Linked DNA regions of Oryzias latipes: region 1 is linked to region 2. A link is a contact called in public Hi-C data. All regions are on one chromosome and are shown on one strand. Each heading gives the region's core, a stretch centred on a gene start, on an enhancer-like site or on the middle of the called end of the contact. The rest is flanking DNA. Distances are from core to core; before and after follow the strand shown.

Region 1 (2,700 bases), core at 27-2,526, 140 kb before region 2:
ATCAGATATCACACACCTAATTCTGTGAAATTTTGTTCTGTGGCACTGACCCATCCCTGCGGGAGCAGTGAGCAGGATATGGGAGCTATTAGATGGTTGACCTAACCCCAGCCGTAATCCTAACCCTAACCCCTCTTCCAGGTCTGTGAGGCCAAAAAATAAGCCTTCGTATTTAGAAAAAATGACTGAAAAATATTCACTTTCTTTTCTTAGAAGGAAGGTAACTGCACAAGTGTTTGGGATGGAGGTTATGTTACATTTACTCAATTACATCTGAGTGTATTTTCCTTTTGATTTGGGCATCTTTTAACTTATGTAAATTTGTGTTTACAGCAACTATTTTACTTTTTTCAGATTTTTTTGTTGTTGCTTTGTTTGCTTTTAGAATTAATCAACAGAGATTTCTTTTTTAATTGCTGCATTTAGTTTTTGAAAATATTAGTCATGCAGGACTTTCTTTTGTTTGCTTGTTTCACATTTAGCTTTTAGGTTTTCTTATTTAACAAGACGAAACCATTCTGTGAAACATTAAATTCCGAAAGTTACTCTGTGTTTGCAGTACGTTTACTATTTTACCTGCGTCCACATTTGGATGCTTTTAGGTCCATTTTACTTAAGGCACAAAAGTTTAAATTTTGACCTAAAAACAAGTAATTCAATGCTATGGAAAATTCACATGATGCACATTATGTTAGAGTTACCTCCTTTACTTCTTGAAATATTCGTGCAAAGTCCTCATTAATCGTTAGACTTCGTCTCTCTATGTCTCCGCGAAGATTTCTCCTGGTGCGCAAACTGTTTTCGGTGAAGAACACTGACAATGCCTTTAGAGCCTCCAGCATCTCCTGAGAATAAAATAGAGGAACCACTTAAAAACACAGGAGAGGATGATAACAAAATACTTCGGCAACACTATTCACATCAATTAAGTTGTGCTTTGAAGGTTAAATAGCGTGTTTATTTTAGCTTCAAGTAATTAACAGCACGAAAAATGTAAGTGTTAGCTGGAGCTGTGTTCTTCCCACACCAGCGACTGTTAGCTAGCTAGCATGAAACCAAACCCTCCGACGAACCTTGTCATTGTCAAGTCTCGTCTCCAATATTTTGTTAAGCTTCCTTGATAACGGGTTATTAGGCTGCGAAGAAACATTTGAATTTGATGTCACGGTGGAACTATCTATCGGAATTTCTGCTTGAGTATTAGCCATTTTTGCATACACTTCCACGTCAACTCTGAGAGGTATTTTGGTCCGTTTGAAAAGTACGTCCGGTCGGAATCCCAGATACAACGTTCCGGGGCTTAGTGAGGTATTCATTTCCTGCAGATTTGCTATTATGTAAAATAAGAGCTTTGTGTTTTCAGCTGGAATAAAAGGCGCTATACAAATAAATACAGTTTGAGTTTGAGTTTAATTTTAGTATAGACTTGTAGCACTTAAATTGAGAACTTTTTCTAACGCAAAGTATTCTCTTAAATAAAATGAAAGCAATAAGGGGGAAAAAATGAAGATTGAACTATCGATTGGTCATTGAGTGAATAATGGCTACAGTAAAAAAATAATAATAAGAGTTTTACGTAATTTACGTAAAAGAGAGAGAGAAAAACATTGCACTATAATTAGATTCTATTAACCATCTCTCACCTCCTGGGATGCTTGCAACTCCAGATCCACTGCAAACACTTCAGCCCTTGCAACAAATTTAAATGCATTAAAATTTTGCTTTGTCAGGAAATACAAGATTGCTCTTAGAGTTCCCTACGACCCTACTGAGAATGCATAAGTTGGTATGGGTGAGGAATGAATCTCAATAACTATGTTCTGCACAAATACATATTAAAATATTCAGACTATTTAAAATATAATGTAATGTAATGTCATTACTGATTGCATGAATTCCTAAAATGATTGAATTGTCAACTAAGAATTGAATATGTTTGCCTTAGTAAATAAACCCAAACTGAATTTTATTAGAGATAAAAAAAGAGAATTATTGTTTTTGCTAATTCCATTTTTATAAATAACAGATGTTTATTTCGTAATGTGTTTCACCTTTACGCGTACAAAGTAAAGCTTCCGTTTTCTGACTGTCCGTGAATGCGTCAGCGTGGTGGAGGTGAGTCCGGCCCCTGGGTGGAGTTCGGCGTGATTGATGGTTGCATCCCAGCGGCGTCTCTTGGACGCCTCCTCCCCGCCTCCCTCCAGTCTCTGAGCTGGAATGTGAGCTCGGGGTTCGGGCAGTCAGCAGCAGCAGCGGCTCCGCGCGCGAGTGGAGAACGGATCACTGCTCCGGTGCAGCGCACCGTTGAGAAGAAGCCGATTCCAGCGCACGTCCTGCAGTCACTTTTCGGATCGTCGGTTTCTGCTTCCTGCCTCTCGTCCTCCTCTGCAAAAAAGTTTGTTTTAGACCCAGCTGGGGTCCGCATATGGGAACAACCTGTGTATACCTAACTCACCTTCTTCTGGAAGTCTTCCAAAATGTAAGATTTGACGCATTTTTACATTAATCCGTGCGTTCTTGGAGATTATCTGCAATTTCTGCAATCCCAGTCCAACCTTTTCTGTTGGTTCGTTGTTAATTAACAAGTCATTTCCTGCATTGGTTGAAGTTTTACTATCTACTCTGATAAAGTTTCGTTTAGACTCAATAAAAAGCTTCGTTTGTGCCATGATGTTGCTGTATTTGGCCAAGTGTTTTACA
Region 2 (2,700 bases), core at 142-2,641:
AGAAAACTGTTCTATGCACACAAACAAGTCCCTGGTATTTTTGTTTTTAAAATTCATAACATTTATTTTGTTGATTAAACAAAAAAACAGCTCGACACATTAGCATATCTCATTTTAATACTTACTTTTAAAGGCAAGGTCTCACAACCAAAATACTAAAATATTTAAATTTAAGCTCACAAGTGTATAATTTGATTCAAAATGCCACAAAACCCCAAGAACTATTGCTGAATTGTTCACGTTTCCCTTTTAAAACTTTTTTTTTGGGCTGTTTGGCAACATTTTTCACATAATTGTGACCAAACAGAAACAAATGACAAACTTTCATTACATTATGCTGAATTTTAAAGTTCTTACACTAAAATCTGAAAGAAAAACTTTTAAATGTTCCTTTTGATTTAAGAAAAAGTCACATGTATTGTTTTTTTTAACTCAATTTTTGTTTTTGTAATAAAACTTTGACCAAATCCAAGCTTATGTGTATATATAATAAAATCTACAAGCTCACATTAAAGAATAAAAAAATCAACACGTACCAATCTATTCAGTCTGCAATTTAGTGTGTTTTCATGCAACTTTTAATACATTATAGTAAAAAACAAACAAAAAAAACACTGTATGCCCCCTTGCTTTAACCTCACCCACTTCAGATTGAAATAATAATATAAATTCTGCACCGTTTTCTACTACCTTAGACTGGATATAAGAGACATGCAAATATAGGTCGAACTAGCGTTTGCCTATGTTTTATTAAACTCCAGAGGTATGCAAAATCTAATGTTGTAAATGAAACTAACTCCTGCTGTCACCTGGCTGGGCGACGATGATAGGAAGTTGCAGTAGTTAGTTAGCATGATGAACTCCTTCCTAAACTATCGCTTCCAGTCCAAACAATTCAGTTATTTTTAGTTTTATAAATCTAACTCACACCGCCTACAACCTAAACAAATATGTATTAAAAAATCTGAAGTCTACTTAAAACAAACGAAAAACAATGTACAGGTGATTAGCGTAAGACAGGACAGCTAATAGCTCAAACTGTTGACGTTACCTTGTTGTTGTTGTCCAAGCTGGAGCTCCGTCTGTAATGGTCTTTTTACTATTTAATAGTAATCAATAAAACATTTTTTTTTTTTTTTTTTACAAAAAGGACATCTGCAGCGGGACATTGGTCGGGTAGCTTTGCTTGTACCTTGCAGGAGCTAGCTTTGAAGGCTACATCACGGCTTGGGAAAAAAAAACACACACAAACGTCAGTTCACTTCCCATTGCCGGATGGTGCGTTTACGAAAGTAGGAATTTTTAGAAATTCAGGGCTAATGTGGTGAACTGCAAGCACATTTGAAGTTTTGAAATAACGAGTCGGACATATTTAACGAAATCCAGTAATAGTTTGTGCTTAAAAAATTACGATCTTCATTTTATTCATAAAAATGGTTTGTCTTCAGAAACAATATAAAAAAGACAAATTAATTGTCTGCAGTTGCTCAGTTTGGTCCAGACTATTTCAAAAAGGCCAAAAATAATATACCTGTGTTTTAATACCATTTTATGTAATTGCCTAACAGATTATCTCAAAAGGGGGAATATCTGTGAAAAAGCAATGCACACAAATGCTACTAAAATTTTAATTTGTGGCTACAAATTGGCAAACTGTGTGCACAAATTGCTAATTTGAGGAAACTATTTATTTACTTATTTTTAACGTAATGTCCAGGGCTACGTAAAGGGGTGACAGTGGGGAATAAAACTTGGGTGTAAAGTTCAGCAGAACTACCCTCATTAAAGCTGACCATTTGCTGTACAAGTCATCAAAATGTAATCAATACTTTACATTTAGTTTTTTATAGATGTGATCAAAAGTGTGTGGGAATATCTAATTTGTACTAACACAATCATTCAGTTTATTCCAGTTTTCATTTTCTCAACCCACTCTATTGCTTTCGGGGTCATGGGGTCGCCGCAGTCTGTCCCAGGGCGAAGGTGGGGTACGCCCCAGACAGGTCGCTTGTCTGTCACAGGGCCACAATCACTCCAACACACACTCATACATGCACACTAAGGGACACTTTGAGGAAGTGCCCAGAGAGAACCCCTGCATGCACGGGGAGAACACTCAAACTTCACACAGAAAGGTCCCAGCCAGGATTTGAGCCAGAGCCTTCCACTGTGCCTGTTCCAGACTGTACAAAGGTTATTAAATTGGGATTATTTTCAGACCAACTTAACTCTCTTCATTTTTAAGTTTTAAATCCCTATTTTGATTTGTAGTGTCAGACCTGCAGTAAAACATTCATTTGTTTTCATTTTTATCTCAATAATGATGCGTCCTGTGGTGTACAAGAGTCAATCAGACAAATGAGTGCAAAAACAACCTGATTATTTTTATATTTTTGGCCTTATTTAAAAAAAATATCAATTTAAATATAAGTAAAAGAGAATATTTATCTTATTCTTGATATCCAATAGGCTGACACTTGTTATATTGTGGAATTTTATCTATAGGCTACTGTTTTAAAGGTAGTTTATTTGTTTGTTGGTTTCCCCTAAAACGCAGTCATGAATAAGTTCCATTAGGTGGAGCCCTGGACAGTGAATTCTGAGAAATGTCTGTCTTTACAAGACCCATGATGTGGCACAGTTTCCATGAATATTTTCTGTAAAGGAAAACAGTCTTGACTTACTTAGAAAAGTAATGTT

What was found. Hi-C and Micro-C count contacts between places; a contact is called where the count stands out from the background.
Region 1: a Hi-C map of embryo shows a contact between it and region 2, with 3 times the contacts expected there. The contact joins the promoter of cog6 here to the promoter of rcbtb2 in region 2. A contact is called at or near these places in 2 of 5 Hi-C or Micro-C datasets (embryo and fibroblasts).

Annotation. Positions count from the first base shown.
Region 1 is chr13:7,281,437-7,284,136 of ASM223467v1, reverse strand. cog6 (conserved oligomeric Golgi complex subunit 6) reads right to left here and starts at 1,276. Exons shown (of 19, transcript XM_004075290.4): 1 at 1,074-1,276; 2 at 702-845. The coding sequence starts at 1,208. It overlaps lhfpl6 (LHFPL tetraspan subfamily member 6 protein), which reads left to right and starts at 2,161. Exons shown (of 4, transcript XM_004075289.4): 1 at 2,161-2,479.
Region 2 is chr13:7,144,641-7,147,340 of ASM223467v1, reverse strand. It overlaps rcbtb2 (RCC1 and BTB domain-containing protein 2), which reads right to left and starts at 1,391. Exons shown (of 12, transcript XM_004075287.4): 1 at 1,052-1,391.